Regions from separate parts of the Mus musculus genome. Here region 1 is linked to region 2. Evidence: chromatin contacts called from public ChIA-PET data. All regions are on one chromosome and are shown on one strand. The core of a region is the stretch at or near the end of the contact, and the rest is flanking DNA. Distances in the headings are between cores, read along the strand shown.

The links. ChIA-PET counts read pairs in DNA pulled down with a chosen protein or histone mark.
Region 1: an RNA polymerase II ChIA-PET map of effector CD8 T cells shows a contact between it and region 2, with 24 read pairs. The contact joins the promoter of Fam133b here to the enhancer-like site in region 2. A contact is called at or near these places in 2 of 39 promoter capture datasets (embryonic stem cells and macrophages), 1 of 484 Hi-C or Micro-C datasets (bone marrow-derived macrophages), 4 of 115 datasets of contacts at active chromatin or transcription factors (bone marrow-derived macrophages, effector CD8 T cells, embryonic stem cells and 1 more) and 3 of 9 other capture datasets (adipose tissue, liver and macrophages).

What each region holds. Positions count from the first base shown.
Region 1 is chr5:3,541,735-3,546,387 of GRCm38.p6, forward strand. Fam133b (family with sequence similarity 133, member B) reads left to right here and starts at 2,099. Exons shown (of 11, transcript NM_001042501.1): 1 at 2,099-2,213. The coding sequence starts at 2,190.
Region 2 is chr5:3,382,314-3,386,773 of GRCm38.p6, forward strand. The region is part of intron 2 of Cdk6 (cyclin-dependent kinase 6); the gene reads left to right. Among named protein-coding and RNA genes, the nearest start is that of Gm29868, 28 kb to the right of the region's middle. Within about 2 kb of position 1,453, at least 60 of the 459 cell types and tissues checked have an H3K27ac peak or open chromatin away from gene starts, as enhancers often do. A contact at or near this core is called in bone marrow-derived macrophages and effector CD8 T cells, where this site is marked.

The DNA.
Region 1 (4,653 bases), core at 849-3,348, 160 kb after region 2:
AGGCCAAGTCCATGGTGGGCAGTGAAGCTGGTTCCCCAAGAACAATCAGCACTGAGTGGTACTAGAAGAACCACCATGGGTTATATTCAACACAGTTCGAGAACTGTCTTAGGGATTTACTGCTGTGAACAGACATCATGACCAAGGCAATTCTTATAAAGAACAACGTTTAATTGGGGTTGTCCATTATCATCATGGCAGGAAGCATGGTGACATACAGGCAGACATGGTGCTAGAGAAGCAACTGGGAGTTCTACATGTTGATCCACAGGCAGCAGAAGGAGAATTGTGTCACTGGCCATAGTGGAGTCGGAGACATCAAAGCCTGCCTCCATCGAGACACTTTCTCCAACAAGACCACACCCACTCCAGCGAGGCCACACCTTCTAATAGCACCACTCCCTATGGGCCTATGGAGACCAATTACATCCAAACTAATACAGGACCGTTTTAAGAAAGAAAGTGGAGATTGGAATATCTGTTGCAACAATAGAGGGTGAGAAAGGAGAGAGTCTCTGTCAGCGAGAAGAAGATTTTCTTTGAGGTACTGGATTCCATGCAGGGCCTCGCACATGCTAGGTAAATGCTGTATCACTGTCACTGGTGTTACTCGTAAACTTTTATTTCCCTAAATTAAATGTCATCTCTGAGGCTTACTGCCTCAGTCTGCTAACCTAGGCCTGGTCCTGGAAGCCTCTGTGCAATCTAATATAGGCCTAGAATGTTTTACAGGCTCTGATAAGTTACTGCTGAAAATATTCACCCTCTCTTGTTCTTTCTGAACTCTGACTGGCTGGTTCAATTCAGCTGTTCTGGCTCAAATTCCTCTCCAAGCTGACTGGTTCTAACTGGCTTCTCTCACTTTCTGACTGAATTGCTCTGATTGGCCCCGAGTTAACTCTGGCAACCTGTTCTAATCTTCTGGCTCCTTCTCACTCTCTGACTCATTCTGTCTTCACCCGTGTCTAGCTTGTTCTCTTTTCAACCCATCTCAGTAAAACTGCCTCTCTCCTCGCTTTCTCTCTGCACTGCTCTCCTAAGTGGCTTCACTGCCTCTCTCCTGACAGTTGGGCATATTCTATATAGTCTATTTTGTCAGGTTGTTCTCTGATTCATCACTTTGTCTGCCACTCAATTACACATAACTTTCAAATATGGGTGCTTCCTTCTACAAACTAACTTTACCTTCACTGTTTGGGATTAAAACTGTGTTCTAAGTGCTGAGTCATACCACAACTAGAAACAACTGTTTTTTAGTAAATAATACAATCTCAGGTTTCACAGTGTGATCACATATCCTGCAGCATATACCAGCCTTTTTCCCTTTGAATTTTACTTTACACAATGTCTAAGTTACCCAGATCAGACTTGGACTTACTTTGTTGCTCAAAATAGCCTCAAACTCATGATGTCTACCCACCCACCCCTCACCTCATATCCATGAGGTCTGGGGAAAGGCTAAAGGATTTTCTTCAGTATAATGAAAGTCCCATATTTCCATTTTCTAAAATTTCAGAAAGGATTCTGATCGATTTTATTCCTGATGCATTCATGTTGACATGAATCCATAAGTCACTTTTTCTAAGCCTGTGAATAGTCAGAGAATATGGTGTATTAATTAGTCTCTAGAGTCTAGACCACTTCTGAAGTTTAAGTCCAATCCAGATAATCCCATAGCACCAAAGCAGTAAAGTCTAACCTGTGTGTGTTTATCTCCCCCTATGAGTTAATAAACACACCCCTTAAAGATAAGGATTATGTCTTAACTATATTTGACTGGTCCCAGACTCATTTTTTTAAGTTTTATGACAATTTTTTCCATTAGACTTACTTTATGTGTTTGCCTACAGGTGTGCAGTGCGTGTGCCTGGTACCCACAAAGGTCAGAAGAGGGCATTGGATACCCAGGAACTGAGTTACCGATTTGACTACAGAGTGGGTCCTGCTCAGGAATGGTTAAGTGGGTCACAGGAATCCTGCTGCAGCTCCTGGGAACCGCAGGCGGTCGCTAGCGCCGGGCTGTCCTCCGCACCACCAGGGGGCGCCGTGGCGCATACGGTCTCCCCGGATTGGCGGGGCGCCGCTCTCTGGGCGGGGCATAGAGGTGGTAAGAGGACTCGCGGCGGGCCGCTTCGGCTTCTTCTCGGGCCTGCTCCCTCGGCGGCTTCCCGCGCCTTCAGCCGGCCACCATGGGGAAACGGGATAATCGCGTGGTGAGTATTCGGCGGGGAAAACGGAGCAGTGAGGCGGGGCCGGGCGGCAGGCGAACGAGCGGAAGCCGTCGCCCGTCGCGGCGGGGCTGGCGGCCGCGTCGCACTTGGGGCCCCGAGACCCCGCGCCGTGCGATGCGCGTGCGCCTTGCCGGTCCTCAGCGTCCTGCTCGGCCGACCCTGGGGCCTGTCGCCCCGCAGCGGTAAGGGCTGTGAGCCGGAGCCGCCGGTGCCGAGAGGCCCAGACCCAGCGCAGCGGGACCACGGGGATGGGGGTGGGGGACAGGGATGAGGGCTTTGGGGTACTCTAGACTCCAGTGCCCTCGGAAGTTAGTGACTTCTGAACCCAAGTTTCTACCTGTGGGAATGGGAGTCCTCCTTAGTCACCGCTTGACCACAAAGGCAACTGCCCAAGCGAACGCGAGTGGGTACCTAAAGAGCTGCCCGGGAAATGACAGTGTTCCCCGCTCTGTCTTAAAAACAACAACAACAACAAAACAAAAAACAACAACAACAACAACAAAAAACGTCCGTTTTAGTTTCTTGTGGTTCTGTCGTGGAAGCTCGGTGGCCACTAACCTTGCTCGCACTGTGCAGGAATGTACTTTCCTCCTGGCTTCAGGACGAGACCGTAGAATGAATGGAGTTGAGATGAATAGAATAGAATAGACCAGTTGAAATGGTCTATGTGTGTGGGCATCCAGAGTTCGACATAGTGCTTGGACTATTAATGTCCTCAGACACATCTCACCTGATTCCTGGAGATTTTTCTGTTTTGTTTTGTTGTTATTAATGATGCTATCGTTGTTTTAAAGATTATAGGCTTGCTTACAGACATTATTACAGTTTCTTACTGAAATCCAGACTTTCATTTTACTGGAAATTTTTATTTACACATTCCTTAAGGCATTTTCAAAACCTATGAAATTAGTCTCGTTTACTGGAGGGTGTTGACAGCTCTGTACTGTTCTGTTCTGTTGTCATCGCACAATATGTTCTAGTAGCATTTTGTTTGCACTTAAAAGATTCTAAGACTGAAAACATTACATCAAAAGGTGGGAGGTGTTGGAGATGTAATGGAGAACTAATACTTAGGGCAGGGTAAGGATGCTTAAACTGTGACCAGAACTTGTATCATTTGCTACTTGGTTCAGTCCTCATGGATCTTGATATCTCCCCCAGCCCCCCACACCACCACCAGCCCCAAAGTCTCACTTTTTAACAGGACTTTTAAACCACAGCTATCCTATACATCCTGGTCCCACACATAGACAGCTTCTCCATCATCAACATCCCCCACCGTAGAGATACAGGTGAACGTGCAGTTATCTTTCAGGAATCACATAATCCTATGATACTGTGCATAGTGTGTCTTTAGACACGTTACTAATGACATCAGCCACTATGATGCATTGCCACCACTTTGAAAGACTTTGCTTCAGTCACACCTGCTCCTCAATCCACCACAATCACTGTTCTCTTTACTAGCTCCATAGTTTTCCAGGACTAGAGTTTGAGTGTCTGCCTCTGAAAATACTACCTGTTCTGACGTTTGTTGTTGTTCTCCAGAAATTGAGAGGCAATCCAGTTCTTTTTCTTACATTGGTGATGCCCTCATGGTTTTAAAGATTATAGGATTGGGGATTAAAAAACACAAAACAAAACAAAAGCAAAGCAACCAATCCTTTAGAGGACTGGGGTAATGCTTGGAGAGTAGGAGCACAGGCCACTGTCCATCCATCCGTCCATTCGTCCATCCTTCCGTTCTTCCTTCCTATTAATATTTGCTTGCTTGCTTGTTTTGAGATGGTCTCTGTGTTTGTCCCTGACTGACCTGACTAGGCTGGCCTGTGCCTGCTCTGCCTGTGGAATATTGGGATTAAAAGCAAGAGCCAGAGGCCTAGTCTGTGCTGCTCTTGCAGAGGGCTGAAGTTGCGTTCCCAGTACCTACATCAGCCCACTATAATGCCAGCTCCAGGAGATCCAGAGCCCTCTTGTGATATCTGTGACCGCTACACACAGGGACACAAAGATAGATGCAAATTAAAAACAAACAGAAACCCCTTTAGATCTCGTGTTGAACAGTTGTTTTGGCTTTATTCATATTTATTGATTTTGTGTGTCTGTGTGCACACCTACCACGGTAAGCTTATGAAGGCCAGCAAGCAACTTGCAAGAATTTTTCCTTTACCATGTAGATTACCAGGATCAAACTCAGGTCCTCAGACTTGGGTATAAAAATGTTTTGGTGAGTTGAGCCCTCTCTCTCTCTCCTGAACTGTAATTTTTATTTTGTTCTGTTGTGGAGTTTGTTTGTTTGTTTTGGAAGTTGTACTTACAGCCTTTGAAGCTACTGAGAACTGAACTTGAGTCCTTTACAAGTGTGCACTTTAACCTATGAGCCATCTCTCCAGCCCTTCTTAGAGAAGCTTTGGGTTCACAG
Region 2 (4,460 bases), core at 203-2,702:
CCTGTAGGGCTGCTGCTGTGTGAACACTAAGATGTCAGTGAGAATCTGTACAAGTTAGGTGGCAAACCGGGAACACACACGTAAGAGTTTCACAATGAATGCAGGATGGCGGCTCTGGCCTCCTTGCTTCAGCCTCAGTTACAGAGGCTTGCTCGCTAGGGGCTCGGAGCACCTTCTCTTCTGCTTTGCCCCGACCTTGTCCGGAGCTGTCATTTTGAAACTTCCATCCATTCAGTTGCCATTTCCTGAACACTCACTGCGTGTCAGATTCGGCACTGAATGCAGTGGAGATGATGAAAGGCAAATGGACAGGTGCTTCCAGGTCAAAGCTGCTTTTAAAGTTAGCTGTTCTGTACTCTTCACTTGCTTGTGATGCCTTGGACTGGGGTCCCCTTCTCCCCGGGTGCATGGGTTTGGGGTTCTGAATTTCGACCCAGATGCTTTGTGTGGTTGAAGTTAACTGTCATTTAAGGAGATCTGTGTAAGCTAAAAAGTTTGCCATGCTTGATAGAGACTTCAAGCGATAAGGCAGTGATGAGCTGTAGCTGTGGTTGGTGAATTATTCTTTATTCAAATCTTGACCCAAGGAGGGTGCAGCTGGCAGGCAGGCTTCTTCTTTTGGCACAAGCAGCTTTATGTTCCTTTTGAATTTTCACAACGGTTAAGCATTAGTTCTGGACTCAGCCAAATTTACCAACTCCTCATTGCTTAGGTGCTGCCCTCTCCCACCCCCCCACCCCCCCCGTCCTGGAATTCTGGACCTAAAGATCCATAGGGTAACTCAGAGCTTATTTCTGTCCTTGTTGCTATTGTCTTTTCCTACAACGCAAAAACTAGGGGTTTTAGGAGTTTTCTTGTTTCTGTTTTAAAATATCATTTTTCTTTCTTCCCCCACAAAAATAACATGCAGTTAGCCTGAGTGAGGTTGCAACCTGATTCTTCTCTGCCTCTGGTGCAGGCCAGATTTGAAGAGCTGCATTCAGTAATGGGGAGACTCAGCTAGTGCTTGCTGCAGGACACCGGGAAGCCCTGGATTCTGTTGTTCTACGTTCATTTGAAGGGTTCATTGTGAATATGAGCAAAGCAAGATGAAGGCATCCCAGAATCCCATCTACCACGGAACCATCCTCAGTAGCGGATTTGTGATCTAGCTGTTGCACCCGTTCTCACTGGTCATATTCAGGAATGTTTCCATACACAGAAGTTGTACTGTTTGCTTTATTCTCAGCATTTACTGTAGTGCGAATTACATCTTGTAAACTTGCCCAGTTTAGGGGATTCCCAGTTCGTCTTGAAACACTTTTTGGTGGGTGTGGGGGGGGGGGAACGTAAAACCTAACAGAAGCACAGTTGCCAAGGGCCTGTAAGTAGAAGCTGAAAGTAGACCTTGCAGTGCTGAGGGCCCTGAAAGATGAACTGTGGACTTGCTGGTAGGCACTACAGCTGGAGGAGTACCCTGGTGAGGGACACAGGATGCTGACTTCCTGCCTCCCCCATTAGATTTGCATAAGGGCTTTCCCTCACCTGAGGTTTCTGTTAATTTGTTGTGTGGTGTATTTTGACTTTCCACCAATAGCTGATGGGAAGGGGTTTGTTTAATTGTGGGTTTCAGAGGTGCATCCCCCTAGGCATTGGATTCAGCCTTTAATTAATTGAACTAGGTATCTTTATATTACTTGTTAAGTCCTTCAGTCTCTCTCATTTCCTCTCCTGTCCCAGGTTCCAGATTTCTGTGAGTGATGGCTTGACTGTCTCTTCTTCCTTTGTATTCTTTTGCTCCATAACATGTCTCTGGTCAGGTCAGAAACCTCAGATAGAAGTTAGTTCCCTAAAACTGTCCCAGGTTGGCCCTGAACTCCCTGTGTAGCAGCTGGTGGTGCCCTTGGCCTTCTGATGAGGGCAGGTTGGACCTGCCCTCGCCCTGTGAGGTGTGTGTTGTATGCCAACATGTTCTGTTTGTAGCATGCTGAGGCTCACACACAAGGCTTCTCACACGAGAGGCAAGCACTGCCTCCCTTGCCCCTCCAATAGGAGTTCTTTAAGAACTCACAGTCTGTCAGCTATGCTGCTGGGCATTGCTGTTGCCAGGATGATGAACTAATGGAGGAGCCAGTCCCAGTCAGTAAATAGTCAATAGTCTCCCATAGAGTCAGAGAAGTCCAGTTACAGAGAGCAGTGCGCCCTAAACCTTTTCCACTCCTGCACCCTTTCTGCCCAAGAAATATTCTGCAACCCCAAGTATATGAGTATATAAAATAGATACATAAGTGAGACATGTGCCAGTAATAAGCTGGATAATTATACTGTGAGATGGTTCTCTGAAATACATACAGTTTTACAGTTTACTGAAGACAAAACTGTGCTTTTAGGGAGGTGGACGGGCTTGTTATTTTTTTTAAAAAAGTAACTCTTGGCTGAGCATGTGATATAAAAGACAGTATTCTATGTTTTTCAGAGTTGGTCAACGTTTTGATTTTCTAGTTGTCAACGCTGAGAACACCATTTTGAATAAATACATAACACAAAATGACAAAGCATTTTTAGATTAGGGCCACTTCAGAAATATTTTGAGATTCTGTCCTAACCCCTATCTAGAATTTATTTGATGACTGTTTACAAAACCCATCCACAACTCAAAACGGCTGCTTTAAAAATGAAACATTGTAACGCAGTTCAGAGAACCTAATTTGATACTTAACATGCTGAAGAGGGACAATAGGGAAAGCATTGAGTTTGTGTTCCATAATTAAAGCACTATATTTCTACAAAAACAGACAGCTTTGTGTGTGTGGTGCATACCCGTGTGGGCTGGGCAGTTCCAAGGTGGGTTGCTTGGTGTTGTGGAGTCTGACAACATGTGCAGTGGGAGGGGCATGTGCTGTGTGCAGTGAAAAGGGACATGGGCATGTGCTGTGTGCAGTGGGGGACACACATGCTGTGTGCAATGCAAGGCACATGTGCTGGTGCAGTGGGAAGGGACTGTGCTGTGTGCAGTGGCTGTGCTGTGTGCAGTTGGGGGACACATGCTGTGTGCAGTGCAAGGAGCATGTGCTGGTGCAGTGGGAAGTATGCTTGCTGCAACACAAGTTTGTCATGGCCAGAAACTCCTTGGAATAATTAATGTTCTTAAATTTTAATTGATTTTTGGCCCTTGTGTGTTCAGAAACCTTTTCTGTTAATAAATATTTTGCCACCCTAGTATTCAGCTACCTAACTCCAAATGGAGCTCCAGCCATGGGTTAAGGAGCTGTAACTTAGAAGGCACTAGTGCTACTAGTGTGCATGAAGTTAACTCACTGTTTTAGCTGTACAGTATAACTAACTGTATAGGATGCATTTGAGGTCACATATTGGTGTCTGTAATTTCAAACTATTTGTAGACGTCTTATGATTGTTTCTTTTAGACATTACTGGCATTACTGCTTTTTATTGTGCATTATTTCCAGGTGAGTCCCTGGAAATATGTTTTGCCAGGGGTTAGAGCTGGTTTTACTGTAAATAAAAAAAGTCTCAATTCAAATTCAGAGATGTGACTTAGCAGCTTAGGTAACTTTTCTAAATTCAGAATGTAGATCAGACAGAAGAGGCTTCAGGTACTTAAACAAGATCCCCGAGGTCCTGGCTGCATTCTGTGCTCTGTAGACTAAAGCGCTGGCCACCGGCTGCTGCAGGCATTTTGCCTCTCCAGTCCAATAATGCATAAAGAGTTTTAGTCTCCATTGCAGTGAAATTCCTGGGACCAACTCTAGCTTCCTTCATCCATGATGCATAGTTGTCACTGAACAACACTGTCCACGTGCCTTACTTGCCCTGTGTCCCTCAGAAACTTTAAACTGAGTATGGCACCTGTATGTGGTAGGTACTGATACACATTCTGAAGATGCCGCAAAATCACAATGTCCTTTAGCAGCATAGTCATTGCTGTTGGAGCTAATACTTCTGGACTTTGTCATTTCCAGCTGATGGCAAATCATTGCATACACAGTCTGTATTTCATGAGCAAAAAAGAGCCACCTAGCCTCCGTCCGGCAGTGTGGGGCTGGCGGAATTGCTGAAGATTGATTTGGTGCACAAACTGTACCCACCAAAAGCGCTTCATGAACTTTCAAGATTAGATACAGGGGTGTGAGGGGACCTTCTCAATTTCAAGTTCTGGCTCTGGTTCAAATAAGAATTTGTTATGGCCCTCAGGCAGCTGTACCAGACAACTCTGGAACTATTTGGTATCCAAACAATGAAGAGTGTGCAGGGGTCAGGGAAACCTGACAGGAAAAGAGTCCTCTTAAAACTTCCTGCTTAGCTAATAATACAGATTTCCCTTTTATTATAGCTACAATAGAAAGGCAGAGGTTGTGTTTACAAAGCTCGTTGTTTGGGAGACTTTTGTAAATTGTAAACTTTGGAAATCCCAAACCTACTGGGTAGAATGAATGTAATCCCATCCATTAGTTGAAGGTAGT